Regions from separate parts of the Mus musculus genome. Here regions 2, 3, 4 and 5 are each linked to region 1. The links are chromatin contacts, called in public HiChIP or PLAC-seq and promoter capture Hi-C maps. All regions are on one chromosome and are shown on one strand. The core of a region is the stretch at or near the end of the contact, and the rest is flanking DNA. Distances in the headings are between cores, read along the strand shown. Region 1 holds the start of Gtf3c1 (general transcription factor III C 1). Region 2 overlaps Xpo6 (exportin 6). Region 3 overlaps Xpo6 (exportin 6). Region 4 overlaps Gsg1l (GSG1-like). Region 5 overlaps Gsg1l (GSG1-like).

Region 1 (2,685 bases), core at 139-2,638:
GGTCTTGTAAAGGAAAGGCTTAAAGGAGTCCAAGGACTCCTAGATTTTAAGAACCACTGTTCGACAGCAGGACAGGGCAAACTGATAAAACGCATTTTTTTATAGTGCCTCGAGGACAAAGGACAAAGGCACCCTTTAAGCAGATGTAACACATTCGATGGTAACATGTCTTTCCATGCTACATCCACTGGCTTTCACAGCAATGCAGAAGGAAGGGGCAGTAATGAACTGTGAAGCAGCACAGACCCTTCCAGTCTCCTCAGACATCAGTGTTCCCATCTGAAAAGCTGGATATCAGAACAGCTATTCCCAGGGAGCGCCTGAGTGTCCACAGTGATTCTAACCAGGCTGCCTTTAGCCTTACGACTGACTAACTAACTGGCTATCATAGTTTGAGACTTGCTCCTAAAAACAATCTGCTTCTGTACAGATTGGCAACTGGTTTATCAGTCACAGCCCACCAAACTTGCTCCCGTAGACATGTGCACTGGCAAGCTCTGGAATGGAAGGCTTCTAAAATATTTTTTTTTTTCAGATTTTAAACTCCCATCGTCCAGGAGTCTTACTCATGCTGTCTCTTGATTAGCTATTTGACTTTGGCCAGGCAAAGTGGCCTGCCTTGTCTGAGCCTCAGCTCCCTCGCCTGTAAAATAAGTGACTATCCCAAAGGACTGCTGTGAAACGTTTGCACTTGTCAGTAGCTACAGAAACCCTGGCACCGAACAGTACTCAGTTCACGTGAGTTATCAACAATACCGAAGCACATAAAACTCTTCCCAGCCCTTTCCCTCCACTCCTGATGCCAGGAGCTGACAAACGTACTCCCAAGGGACACGCTTACCGCCAACCAACTTCGACATTCCCATCGCCCATCCCAGGACCCCCGCAATCCTCCTCACGCCTCCCCCGCGCCAATCTCTTCCCCGTCCCCCCTCCCTAAGTCTGAGAGAGGGACTCCTACAAAACCACTCCCAGCCGTGGTCCCCATCCCGCACCGCCAGAACCTTCCCCTCAGGCTGGACACCATCCTGGGCCGGGGTCCCTGTGGCTAGGCGTTCCTCCCTGAGACACCTCCGAGGGATGAGGGACGGCCGCCCAACCTCCCGGCGGGGCCCACGGACACTAACCGTCCATCCCTAGAGGCGGCGGTTCCGGCCTCCCGAACCGGAAGCGGCCCTGACAGTGTTTGCAGTTCCCCTGGTTACTACGGGGTTCCGGACCAATGGAGGAGGAACTCTGATCATTGAGCCCGCCCTCGGGTAGCGTGACGTCACGGCGGAGCGCTGGGACTCCCCATCAGTCCTCCCTAGGCCTCGGATCGCTGTACGCAGGCGCATTGGGCCCTGGCCTCGGCGGCGAGGTGCGCAGGCGCCCCGGGCGCTGCTAACTGAAGCGGCCATGGACGCGCTCGAGTCGTTGTTGGACGAGGTGGCCCTGGAGGGGCTCGACGGCCTGTGCCTGCCCGCGCTGTGGAGCCGCCTGGAATCCCGCTCGCCTGCCTTCCCATTGCCTCTGGAACCCTACACGCAGGAGTTTTTGTGGCGGGCTTTAGCCACGCACCCGGGCATCAGTTTCTACGAGGAGCCGCGAGAGAGACCTGACCTGCAGCTCCAAGACCGGTCAGCCACCAGGGGTGGGGCGAGGGCTGAGAGCCTGGAGCGGGGCAGGATGGTGCGATGCAGAACGGGGACCGTGGGACGTGGGGGATGGGCGCGGGAGGCGAGCAAACCTGAGCTCTGCGCCCTAGCAGGCCGGAGTAGATGAGCTGGGGGATGGGGTATCCGCTGTGACGGAACTGTTTCCCAGTGTGTTAAAGGAGCGAGTCTAAAGAGTTCCTTTAAGTTGGGTGATAGGACGGGAGTAGGAAAGTGGTTAAAAAGTGGGACTAGGTGAGGTCCTTCAGGGACCTTTAGGGAGCGTTCGTTCCGAAAGCTAAGGCAGCTCACTGGAGGTCTGCATAGCCCCGAATAGCAGTGAAAGAGTAGCCGAGGTGGACTGGGCGCTTCCCATAGGTGGGTTCCAAGACCCAGTTCTGGAAGCGACAGAACTCAGTTCCGCGACACTGAGCGAGACACTATTGTCTTTTCATTTTACAGAGGAGGAAACTGACGCCGAGAGGTTAAGGGATTAACCTTAGGTTAAGTACAGGATTCAGGGATTGCTAAATGCACTTTTCCCTTCTCCTATCTGTCCTTCTCCAGGAGCAGAATCCAGCTCCTTGCATGCTCTGCCCTTAGCCTCAGCCCACCCCTTACTCCCCTGTACAAGTTTTTGTTAAGAAAGGGCTGACGAGCTGGTCTTGGTGTTACACGCCTTTAATCCCAGCACTTGCGAGGCAGAGGCAGGCGGATTTCTGAGTTCGAGGCCAAGGCTACACAGAGAAACCCTGTCTCGAAAAACCAAAAAAAAAAAAGAAAAGAGAAAAAAAGAAAAAAAAAAGAAGAAAGAGCTGACAATACAGTTCAGTGTGATTTCATATCATACCCGCTTGCCTCTGCACTCTAGCACTTGGGTTACAGGCATGCCCTACCATGCCCTGCAAGTTGGAACTCTTAAGCTATATTATGAAGGTCAGAGGAGGTTCTAGAGGTAATAATGAACCAGATAAGTTTAGATTTAGGCGGCCACTTGGCAGAGTGCTCTGAACAAGCAACACCAAGTAGAATAGCTTAACGGGAGAGAAGT
Region 2 (2,685 bases), core at 84-2,583, 460 kb before region 1:
GAAAGGAGGGTTCTAGTGGTTTCAGAATTGTCAGGAAATAACCACAAACTGTAAATAGCCATTGATAGAAGTATTGTGGAATGTTTGCTGCTGGGGTGTGTGTTACACAGCCTTGGGATTGATAAACAGGACCAAACCGGTTTTAGAGTAAATTTCATCATCAGGCGGTCGTATGTTAGCTATCTAAAGTTTCTTTGGACTCAGTTCTACCTTGATCCATTGGCAGTCAAGAGTATATTGTGATAGTTGGTAGGGAATCTGCAGTTTGTGTTGTGATCAGCCTCCAGCTCTCTGCAGGTTGCTTATACCTTTCTAGGACATTGGGAAAGGAAGTAATAAGGTGAGACTGACCATGCTCCTCCCCACCCTGTAGTCTGTGGGTCAGTGCCCCTTTTGTAAGGTCGTTCCTCAGATTTCTGAAGTCTGCTGAGCCAAACCTTTGGACACATTTTACCTAAGGCCAGATTACTGAGAAACAAGGGTGGCTACTTCTTCCCCAATAGGTATGTAATAAAAACGGATGGCTCACTAGAAACCTAAATTTGATCTGCAGCTCAAAGGTACTTATTGTCTGCTAAGTCAGATGCAGAAGCTAAGTGTGTTTAGAATTTTAATTATATATTAATTGCCTTTCTGGATAAAAGAACAATAAAAATGAAAAATTAAATGTTTTCTCCAGTTTTTTCAAGTAAAGGATTATGTGGGGGCAATTAAAAAAAAAGTCTACTATAATTAGTTCCTTAGTTTTCTCTCTTGGAGACAGAATTTCACCACTGTGCTATTTAGCCGGGAAGTAGCAGAGATCTATCTGCCTCTGTCTCTGTTTCCCAATGCTGGACTCAAAGGTGTGTGACTCCATTCTTACTTGCTTGACACATTCTCATGTTTTAGCCTTTACTATATTTTAGCTTCAAAACAAAACCAAAAAACCCAAAACTGTCAACAGTAAAATTTGCTCTGAAATGTTTCCTTAGGTACTAGCTAGCTACAACTGTGTCTTGGAAACTGAAACTCCAAATATTTAGTGAGTACAGATTAGAAGTAGTTCCCAATCACCCAAAGCAGCTAGAATAACGGACAGGAAAGAAGAGGCCCGAGAGGCAGCTGGGAAAGCAGCTGCAGAGGCAGTCCAGCGGTCTCCAGGAAGTGCCCTTGCTTTAGAGGAGGTGGGAAGGTCACACTGCCACATTCAGTTAATTCATTGAGCTTCAGGAAGGAAGAAGTTAAAGTCAGCTTGGCTTTGGTTTGTAACCCAGCTGGGAACCTTGTCCTAGCTTTGAACCTTAGAAAGGTGGAACCTTGTCCTAGCTTTGACAGAATGAGGTCTAAGATCAACCCTGGTTAGAGGTCAGGGAGTTAAAAGGCAAACAACCAGGTCCAAACTCTTAAGGTCTCAGAAGTGAGGAAGGTTCTCAAAAGCAATAGAAAGGGAGCGCAGAGAGTGGGAGAGCTCTGCTAGCAGAAGCTATAACCAGACTCGCTTCTGCTGAGAGTCCGGCTTAAGGGCATCTGGATGATGAAGGGAAGGGAACGAATGTCCTCTCCCTTTCTCTCTCTTTTCATCAGAGCCTGGTATCCTCTATAGGGGAAGTGGATTAGCTTTTGCACTTTATAGATTATTGTGGGCGGTAGCTAGGACAGTGGTTCAGTCATTCTGTTTTGTTTTTTGAGACAGGGTTTCTCTATATTCCTGGCTGTCCTGGAACTCTCTGTAGACTAGTTTGGCCTTGAATTCACAGCTGTCTGCTTGCCTCCATCTCCTGAGTGCTGGGGTAAAGGCATGCACCACCACCTACCACTTATACAGTCTTATGATGATTTTTAAAAAGATTTTTTAGTGTGTGCACATGTGCCCTCTGAAGCCAGAAGAGAGAGAGTGTTGTATCCCCTGGATCTGGAGGTATAGGTGGTGGTGAGCCACTAATGTGGGTGCTGGGAATTGAGCTCAGGTTCTCTGGAAGAGCAATATGCTCTTTTTAAAAACTTACTATTTTTAATTGGTGTGTATTTGCATGTATCTGTGAGAGACTGTGTGAATGCAGATACCCTTGGGTGTGGCATCTTCTGGAACTGGTGTTGTAGGCAGTTAGGAGCATCTGGTATTTGTGTTGGGAGCTGAACTGGGTCCTCTACATGAGCAGTAAGTGCTCTTGGACATGGAGCCATTTCTCCAGACCTGCTGTATATTCTTTCACTGAGCCATCTCCCTAGCCACTCTTAGGATTTTATTGAAGATGTGGCCTTCTTCTCTGAGCTTTTTATTTCTTCTCTGTTAGTATGTTTGTCATCTACTAGCTTTTATGAACTTGTGGACCATGTGCAAAAAGAGGTAGGTCCAGAAGGTCAGCATCATCGTCATGGTGTTGAGGTGGTACTGATGGAAAAGGCCTGAGTGAGCAAGCTCTAGTGGGCATACCAGGGTGTGGTGCAAGAACCAGAGGGCAAGGAGGCCTGCCAGGTGATGATGAAAACAATGGCAAAGATGAGGAAGATGTTACTAGATATTTTCCATGCTGTGTAATTAAAACATTTTGGCTGTCTCTGGCAGGTCATGAGAAACCCATGATGGTAAGGGTCACTGCTCAGAGTTGACAAACCGGGAGAAACTAAGAAGAATGATGGTGGCCACCTGATAGATGATCTGTTTCTTAAAATTCAACTTGACCAGGGAACAGTAGAATGGAA
Region 3 (2,685 bases), core at 134-2,633, 410 kb before region 1:
AACAACAAAACTTTGGTCTTTATAGAAAAAGTGTGGCTAGACAGTGGTGTCACACACCTTCAATACCAGCATTCAGAAGACAAAGGCAGGAGAATCTCTGTGAGTTCAAGGCCAGCCTGATCTACAGAGTGAGTTCCAAACCCTGTCTTGAAAAAACCAACCACCAAAAAGAAAAAACCTCAAAACAAACAGAAACGGAAAACAAAACAAAAACCTTAAAAACCAAAAAGGAAAAAGAAGGAAAGAAAAAATGTTATTCGCTTCTGCTGAAAATTAAATAAATAGAAGAAAGAGACTTATTTACTATAGTCTTATATTTAAAACACGTTACTTTCCTCTTTGAGAACTAGAGAAATCTGTGTGGCAACTCCTAAGCAAGATGCCCATTGGCTCTTGATCAGGACAGCTGCACAGGCAGGGTTGTAGGAGGGTTGCTTTGGAGCTCTCTGGTGTGTGCACCATAGTGATTGATCTGGCCTTGCTGGGTTTCTCAGTTTGGTTCTTGGACTATAAGTAAAAGATAGACTGCTCAGTGGATTCTGAATGTGACAAAGAAACTGGCTTCCTGTTAAGACCTTCTAGATTTTCCTGCTTTGTGCTTTTTAGTTCCTTTTTTTTTTTCTTAACAAAAAGATTTTGAAAGTCTGTAAAATATAGTTTAAAAAGAGAAAACAAAACAAAGAAACTATAGAATAGAATAAAATACCTTCATTTCCCTGGAGTTATGATTTTGGTTCTAGGGATTTTTTTCCCCTTTGTGTTTGCATACTTAGGTCCTTTTTGTTTGTTTTTGTTAAGCAAGTTGATACATTGTAGATAGGGTGTTACTTCAGGTATCTCCTAGAAACAGGGCTACTTTATAGAACTATATTACCATTATAATCACTTAAAAAGCTGCAAGCTAATATCTAATTTACACACATAGCTGAAGGTTTGATCATGATCCAATATTAAGTCAGTCTCCTGTAATCTAGAGTAGTCCCTAGTTATATATGATTTGTGAGTGAGTAGAGGTGTGTCAGAAAGAAAGAGGCAGACAGGTATCATGGAGCCCAGGCCTTAGTTTACTGTTGAAAGAATATTCTACAGTCCAGATTTAACAAGGTTTAGGCTAAGTGTTTGTAATAAGATGGCTGCATTCTATGTCTTACATCATGTCAGTAAGCACTTGGATCATTGTTGATGCTGTTTAATTTGAAGTGATTCCTGTCTACATCCTAGCTCTGACCATGGGCAGACTCTAGAAACTGGCTGCCCCTCATATCTAAGACCTGCTGTTTAACATAATATTTTCTCCATTAAAAGGAACCAGACCTCCTTTGGTGCAGGATACTGCTGGAGAATGCTGTAGAGTCAGTAAATAAGGAAGTGGTTCCTGAATGTGTCTTTAATAGGCAAGAACACAGTGGAGCTGGCTTTAAGGGATTTTTTTTTTCTGTTTATACTTAGTCAGAAATAAAACAAAACAGTGATTACGCTATTTTGAGTAAAAATCCATATAGTCTTTTTTTTTTTTTTTAATTAAGATTCATCAGTTTGCATTAAGGGATCTTCATGGTACCCATCTGATGGGGAACTCTGTATTTAGATCTTGTCAGGGTATCAACTCAGATTGCTTGGTGGTGACTGTAGAAAAGCTGTATGTAGCCGTGTTGGTTAGTGTTTTGAACTAGATAGACTTCTGCCTTGCCTCTGTAAGACCTGTTTATCATCTTTGATGAGTTGGGAGCTTTTGGAATTGTATGTGTTCTGTTTTTGGTTTTGTTTTTTGTTTTTTTTTTTTTGTTTTTGTTTTTTTTCTGTTTCTAACTGACCTGGAATAGACTATGTAGATAGACCATGTTGGCATCAAACTCAAATCTGCTTGTTTCTGCCTCCAAGAACTAAGATAAAAGATGTACCTGGCATGTTTTGGGGTTTCATTTGTTTATTTGGCTATTTTCAGTGTTGTTTTTAAACACGGTTTCACTTTGTAGTTGAGGCTGATTTGGAACCTGGAGTGTTCTCACCTCAGTCTCTGGAGTACAGGGGTCACAAGTGTGCCACTATGCCTGGTTTCATTGTGAACTTTAAGTGTGTATTTTATAAATGTGTGATCCAGAGAAGCCTTTGCAGAAACTAAATACCTGGATGCTCTAGGTGGACAGATACTTAGAGGGGAAGGTGAGCTTTGAAATCTTCTGTCAAAAATACTGTTACTTACCTAGACCATAGTAAATTTTTAGTTTTTAAACTTAGCATATTTCCCCTAATATTTGTTATCTTCTTAAATAAACTACGTGCCACAGAAAGACTGAGATCTGGGAAATGTTTAGGAACTGCAGTGTGTGTTCATCTCCAGACAGTGTGAGCAGGTGACTGACTTCCCTGCTGTCGCTGTCTTAGAATGCTCTGCAGCGCGCATGGAGTTCTTGTCTTCCCCCTGGAGGTGGAGACAAGCCCACGCCACCAGACTCACCTGGCTCTCCCGGGTCACTGCTTCTTTCCTTCCCGCAGGCACGCTCAGTCACTTGCGGCTCTCCAGGCCTACTCCCACTGGCTGGCGCAGTACTGCGGTGAAGCCCATCGACAGAACACACAGCAGTTTGTGACACTCATCTCTACCACAATGGACGCCATCACACCTCTCATCAGCACCAAGGTCTTAAGACAGAAAATGTTGCACTTTTTACCTAACTCTGACTC
Region 4 (2,685 bases), core at 56-2,555, 360 kb before region 1:
TCCACCTTCTGCAGCTGTGGGCGCTCTAGGTCTTAATCTTCACGCTCGTCCATTTCCAGTCCTCTAGAACACACTCACTGATGGGACTGACTGCCGGTCTGTCTTCCAGGTCAGTTCTTCTTTTCTGTCTCACAGTTTTGCTGGGGTTTATTCTGGCTTCATCACTGGCATTTGCATTCCAGACAGTTTAGAGCCCTTTCCTCAGCTCCTGGCATCTCTGGGCCTCAAGCACCTCCCACTTTTCTACCCCTACCCATCCTGAGTGTAACCCTTGATGGCCCGGAACTTTCTGTATAGATCAGGCTGGCCTGTAACTCAGAGGTCCTTCTGCCTCTGCCTCTCTAGTGCTGGGATCGCAGACCCGCACCACCTCCCACTCCTCTGCCCTGTGCCCAGGGTGTGTCCATGCCAGACCAGCTTCAAGGCCTCCTAGTAGATGGTGGATCTTGCTTTCCCTGTGTTGTGTTCTGCGTTTGCTTCTTTTTGGTTTTCTAAAGATGTGCAAGGTGATGCCAATGACAGAGAAGGTTCTAGGTCCTAGTTCCAGCTCCAGCACAGAGAACACATATCAAAGAAAGGGAAACCCTTGCCTGGTAGGTTGGAGAATGTCACACATCTACTGCCCACCCTCCCACAAATCCCAGCATTCTGGAGGTGGAAGCAAGCATATCTCTGTGAGTTTGAGGCCAGCCTGGTCTATAAGTGAGACCCTGTCTCAAAATGCAGGCAAATGAGAGAAAGATAAAAAATAAAATTAAGCCAGGCGGTGGTGGCGCACGCCTTTAATCCCAGCACTTGGGAGGCAGAGGCAGGCCGATTTCTGAGTTCCAGGCCAGCCTGGTCTACAGAGTGAGTTTCAGGACAGCCAGGGAGGGCTATACAGAGAAACCCTGTCTTGAAAAACAAAAAAACAAAAACAAAACCAAAACTAGTTCTGGGGATGTGGCTCAGTGGGAGAGCGCTTACCTAGCAAGGCCCTGGCTTCCACTGCAAAAGAATACCAAATAAATAAAATAAATAGAAATAAACCAATTAATTAATTTGTCGCCTGTCCCTCAGCTCTGCTAGCTATGGCTCTGACTCGTCACATTTGTCCTCTGGGAGTGAAGTAAGTCTCCGAGCTTCAGGCCACTGGAGCTCTACACTGCTGGAGTGAGTTTTTCCATAGGACTGAGCCTGCGGTTCGCTCCTCTGAGTGTGTCTTTCTGCCCTTTGTGTGTTTCTAGCTCTTTCCGGGCCCATTCCCTCCTCATTTGGCTCCGGTTTCGCCTCCCTGGCAGTTCTCCTGGGCTAAATCTGTTCGTATCTCAGCGAGCGAGCGAGCGAGCGCTGGAGGCTTCTTGGGGGTTTGTGTTTCCCTAGGGAATGTGAATGACTTTGCACTTCTCACAGTGAGTGCGTGAGAAGGAGGTTGACCACCCCACACCCCCACTCCCTCCACCCCACCCACCCCCGTATGCCAGGCTACTGTTTAGCTTGCCTGCTTGACTCCTTCCTCCCTCCTTCTCTTTATTCTTCTTGGCTTTTTCTTCTCTTTTCTTCTTTGAGATGAGGTCTCTCTGGCTATGTAGCCCAGGCTGGCTCCTTCCTGTCTCCTAAATCCTGAGATTACTGGTGTGGACCCTCCCTTTGGCTTACTTCTTATCCTTGGGTATGAGAGGGGTACCTTCTGAACTCTCCTTTATTCACAAATGGGTGATGGCTTCCTTCTCCTCCTCCTCCTCCTCGCCTGCGTCCCTTCATTTCTTTCTCCTTCTAAGTCTGGCTCAAGGACTTAGCTTCTTTCAGAGTCCTGCCTTTTCTGGATTTGTTTCCATTCCATACTGATACTTGCAGGTATGCTCTCTCCTTCTCATCTCCTGGGGGTTGAATGTGGGAGAAGGCTTGCTCCCTGCCACCCAAGGCAGTCTGTAGTCCTGTCTTAACGGAAATTCACGATGTGCAACTCCGGTTCCCAGCATGTTTCAGTCCACCCCAGCTGCAAGTTTACTCTCTCCTTCAGGGCACCAACAGGGCAGCCCCCAATGCCACGAATCTCAGCCCTGGGCATGGTGGATGCTGCGTGGATGGGTGATGGATGATCAGGTTGGTCTGGAACCTGGACAGGGCAATGTGGAGGTGTGGGTGCAGTGGAGAGTGGGGTGTGTGGGGTGTGTGTGCTGCTGCAGGGCAGTGCCATTCCTCGATCCTTCCTGGCTGCCCCCAGTGACTAGGGGATTTGTAGAAACCTCTGTGTGGTCTAGAAGTGACCGTGGCCAGTTTCCCAGCAGCTTGAGACCTGCCGTACCTTCTGTGTTATGAGCATTGTGTTTGTGTGTGAGAGGTGGCTAGGCAGGGCACCAGGCTTGTCCTAGGAGCTCCATCCTCTGCTAAGGATAGACTCAAGTAAAGAGAAAGGATGAGTGGGAGAGTGGCCAGGACTCAGAAGCAGGAGGAAAGTTAGAACTTCAGCTATTTATCCAGTCACCCCATGTCTGTGATCAGCTCAGCACTGCACTAGGACCGAGGCAGACTCCCCTCCCCATCCTGGCCTCTGAACCTTTGTCCCACAGGCACTGTGGATGAACAGTGGGTGGCATGGGGTTCTTCTGTCCTGTGAGAGAGTCTCCTGTGTGATCTTGAGAAAGTCACTCTGCCAAATGGTGCTTCATTTTACCCACCAATAAAACAAGGCTAAAAATCCAC
Region 5 (2,685 bases), core at 125-2,624, 330 kb before region 1:
CCCACTAACCAGGCAAACCCTCTTTAGCTTTTCTCTTTGCCTAAAGATACCATGGCAGCTCCAAGGGCAGATGTGTGGATCCCAGTTGTTCCTGGGTGTGTTCTGGGGGTAGGGGGAAGTGCTCTCTGTGGTTACAGAGAGGCTTCCTGCCTCTAGGGGGCACTAATGTCAACCAGGCTTCTAACTGGAGGGCGTGGCCCATCAGTCCACACCCCCTTGATGGGTACTTCATGGTGTATTAGCCTGCCTCCTTTTCTGCCTTAACAAGTAACCACAAGCTTATCATCTCCAACACTAACTCACGATTGCACAGCATATCTTGGGTAGCTAACGTCTGGCTGTTGCAGACTGATATTTTTTTGAAGGGTCTAGGAGACAAGCCTCCAGCTTACTGCTGATATTCAGAATTCAGTTCCTTAGAGATGTAGGACCTGTGTCTCCATTTTCTTGCTGGCCCTGTGTTGAAGCTGCTTTCAGCTTTTTCGAAAATTGCCACGATCTTTGGATTCTTACTTCCCTTCTTCATCTTCAGACCCAGTGATGGAGGGTGGGGACCTAATGTAGCTGCCGTGTGTCTCTGATCTCTCTGCTGTTCTTTCATCTCCCTGCCGCTGTAGTTCACCGTACCTCAAGTCTCCCATCTCAGAGCCTGCAACCTTCACGACAGCATAGCTGTCACATCCTGGTCTTGTCATCGCAACAGGTCCTGAGGATGAAGGTGTAGAGAGAGGGACATTCCTGTGCTGGCCACATAGGATTCCAAATGAGCAACCGCAATGCCAGGCTGGGTGCTTAGCAGTTCCCCAGACACTAGAACGATCCCAAGGGAGAAACTGTCTTTATGCCCATTGCACAGCTGGAGAAGCTGAGGCTTAGCGGAGCTAACTCAAGCAATGAGCTGAACCGTGTCACCAAATTGATGACCCAGCACCGCAGGATGAGACCTTATTTGCCGAGAGACCTTTTACAGCATGATCGAGTTCCACTGAAGTCGTTCCCTGGGCCCTAATTCCATGCAATGTAGAGGAATGTGGAAATGCTAACACAGAGGAAAACACACGAGCACACGAGGAAGAGAAAGCCTGGTGAAACATTCTTCCTCATAGTCCTTACAAGGGTCTAGCCTGCACCACGGGCACGTCAGGACACTCTGGCTACCCCTTTCACTCCATCTTTCCTTCTGGCCTGGCAGACTGAGAGCCTCACAACACCCACCCAGATATTGGCTTTCAGCCCCTCCACACCCCTCACTGGACCCTTTTGTAATTCAACAGACTGAGGCCAGTCGGGCTGCGCCTAACAGCCCTGGCTCTTCTTGGGGCCTCTGGCAGCAATGTGGGTTGGCCAGGAACCAGCATAAGGAGAGGCAGCACAGAAGCTGCCTGTCCGAGAGAGGAGGCCCCGAGCTTCAAGAGAAGCCAAGCTGGGCCCCCTCCAGCCTCTCTTTAGGCTCTGCTTCCGTCTTCTGCTGCCAAGTACACGGAACGCCACCGCGGGCAGCTCCGCTGTGCCAGCAGTGTGCCTTTCGGCTCCTGATTCCAGGTTTCAAGGTCTCTAGAGCCGCCGTCCTGCCCCCTAGACCTGCCTCTCCCTTTGGATTTGACTGTCTCCAGGGTGCACGGTGCTCCATGTGAGATGCTTCCCACTCTAAGTTCCAAGCCCGTGCTTCCTCTGTTGGGGGTGGGGATGATGATAGAGAGGGGATGGAGAGAGTCAACAGTTGCCAGAGGGAACTCTGGGAAGGCCTGAGGAGTGACACTTTGGAGGGGTCTCCCAGCCTGGTTCTCTTTGCAGAGCTTGCTGCCTACAGCCTGCATTCGCTCCCGCTGTCGGCTTTGTTTCCTGGGGAGCCATGTCCTTCCAGCCAGGCTGATTGGCCACTAGATATGGCTTCTCTCTTCTGTGAAGCTGGAGGACTGGTCCACTGGGTGGGTACAGGTAGAGGCTGGGGAAGTGAGGAAGTTTGTGTTCTGGGGGGCTGAGGAGAGAAATTTGGAAGCCAAGATGACCAGAGGGAGACTACCTTGGCCTGAGGTGGTTCTCTGTCTGTGCAGCCCCCGAGTTGAAGAAGAGAAGATTCTCATCTCCCCTGTCAGTCCTCTCATGTTAAAGCTGCCTGAGCAGGGTCTGTCTCCACCAATCAGCCTCCAGATAGAGTTGTTAGAATGCAATGAAGGGCCAACAAGATGGCTCAATGATGAGCATGAGTAAAAATGCAACCAGAATGCAGACAGATCTGGGCTCTCCTGGCTTTCTTGCCTCACCCACTCCTTGTTTCCCCAGAGCGTGAGCACCCCACCGCACAGTTCTTTCGGGGCCTGAGTGACCTCACCACCCTTCTTGCCTTTCCATTTCCTCCTCCTGCTGCTGCCCCTGCCGGCACGCTGAGCTCATTTCTACCCCAGGAACTTAGGATGGGCAGTGTCTTTCCCCTTGGTTTTTATCTTCATTTGGTTCCAGCTGGGATGATCCCTCACAGGAGAAAACCTGGCCCCGGTCAGCCACACTCACCCTGCCACCCCTCGACAGTACCTGTGCCACTCAGGGTACCCTTTTTTATGTGTCATTTATTATCTGTCTGCTAGGCTGGGATGTAAGCTTCCTGCCTTATTCATCCCCAAGTCCTCAGTGCTCTTACACTGCCTGCACATAGTAGGTGCTCAGTAAATTATTATTATTATTATT

The links. Promoter capture Hi-C pulls out the DNA fragments that hold promoters and counts their contacts. HiChIP or PLAC-seq counts read pairs in DNA pulled down with a chosen protein or histone mark.
Region 2: an H3K4me3 HiChIP or PLAC-seq map of pro-B cells shows a contact between it and region 1, with 2.2 times the contacts expected there. The contact joins the enhancer-like site here to the promoter of Gtf3c1 in region 1. A contact is called at or near these places in 12 of 39 promoter capture datasets (the C10 cell line, the HPC-7 cell line, cranial neural crest and 7 more), 9 of 115 datasets of contacts at active chromatin or transcription factors (the SCID.adh cell line, bone marrow-derived macrophages, embryonic forebrain and 6 more) and 4 of 9 other capture datasets (adipose tissue, embryonic stem cells, liver and 1 more).
Region 3: a contact with region 1 is called in an H3K4me3 HiChIP or PLAC-seq map of bone marrow-derived macrophages, with 4 times the contacts expected there. The contact joins the enhancer-like site here to the promoter of Gtf3c1 in region 1. A contact is called at or near these places in 11 of 39 promoter capture datasets (the 3T3-L1 cell line, 3T3-L1-derived adipocytes, cranial neural crest and 7 more), 1 of 15 datasets of contacts at CTCF or cohesin (the NIH/3T3 cell line), 19 of 115 datasets of contacts at active chromatin or transcription factors (the 230-238 cell line, the SCID.adh cell line, T-cell acute lymphoblastic leukemia and 15 more) and 3 of 9 other capture datasets (adipose tissue, liver and pancreatic islet).
Region 4: a contact with region 1 is called in an H3K4me3 HiChIP or PLAC-seq map of forebrain, with 4 times the contacts expected there. The contact joins the enhancer-like site here to the promoter of Gtf3c1 in region 1. A contact is called at or near these places in 2 of 39 promoter capture datasets (neural stem cells and stem cell-derived epiblast-like cells), 16 of 115 datasets of contacts at active chromatin or transcription factors (the 230-238 cell line, bone marrow-derived macrophages, embryonic basal ganglia and 8 more) and 1 of 9 other capture datasets (pancreatic islet).
Region 5: a promoter capture Hi-C map of neural stem cells shows a contact between it and region 1. The contact joins the enhancer-like site here to the promoter of Gtf3c1 in region 1. A contact is called at or near these places in 2 of 39 promoter capture datasets (the HPC-7 cell line and neural stem cells), 1 of 15 datasets of contacts at CTCF or cohesin (the NIH/3T3 cell line) and 14 of 115 datasets of contacts at active chromatin or transcription factors (the 230-238 cell line, the SCID.adh cell line, astrocytes and 11 more).

What each region holds. Positions count from the first base shown.
Region 1 is chr7:125,706,391-125,709,075 of GRCm38.p6, reverse strand. It overlaps Gtf3c1 (general transcription factor III C 1), which reads left to right and starts at 1,388. Exons shown (of 37, transcript NM_207239.1): 1 at 1,388-1,619. The coding sequence starts at 1,399. D430042O09Rik (RIKEN cDNA D430042O09 gene) reads right to left here and starts at 1,206. Exons shown (of 28, transcript NM_001081022.2): 1 at 1,128-1,206. The coding sequence starts at 1,134.
Region 2 is chr7:126,166,164-126,168,848 of GRCm38.p6, reverse strand. All of the region lies in intron 4 of Xpo6 (exportin 6), which reads left to right. It also overlaps the pseudogene Gm17137. Among named protein-coding and RNA genes, the nearest start is that of Xpo6, 33 kb to the left of the region's middle. Within about 2 kb of position 1,333, at least 32 of the 459 cell types and tissues checked have an H3K27ac peak or open chromatin away from gene starts, as enhancers often do. A contact at or near this core is called in the HPC-7 cell line, the SCID.adh cell line, neural stem cells and 1 more, where this site is marked.
Region 3 is chr7:126,115,764-126,118,448 of GRCm38.p6, reverse strand. It overlaps Xpo6 (exportin 6), which reads left to right. Exons shown (of 24, transcript NM_001311143.2): 15 at 2,497-2,641. Among named protein-coding and RNA genes, the nearest start is that of Gm30807, 17 kb to the right of the region's middle. Within about 2 kb of position 1,383, at least 7 of the 459 cell types and tissues checked have an H3K27ac peak or open chromatin away from gene starts, as enhancers often do. A contact at or near this core is called in bone marrow-derived macrophages, where this site is marked.
Region 4 is chr7:126,065,546-126,068,230 of GRCm38.p6, reverse strand. The region is part of intron 1 of Gsg1l (GSG1-like); the gene reads left to right. Among named protein-coding and RNA genes, the nearest start is that of Gsg1l, 16 kb to the left of the region's middle. Within about 2 kb of position 1,305, at least 24 of the 459 cell types and tissues checked have an H3K27ac peak or open chromatin away from gene starts, as enhancers often do. A contact at or near this core is called in forebrain and neural stem cells, where this site is marked.
Region 5 is chr7:126,040,045-126,042,729 of GRCm38.p6, reverse strand. The region is part of intron 1 of Gsg1l (GSG1-like); the gene reads left to right. Among named protein-coding and RNA genes, the nearest start is that of Gsg1l, 41 kb to the left of the region's middle. Within about 2 kb of position 1,374, at least 42 of the 459 cell types and tissues checked have an H3K27ac peak or open chromatin away from gene starts, as enhancers often do. A contact at or near this core is called in neural stem cells, where this site is marked.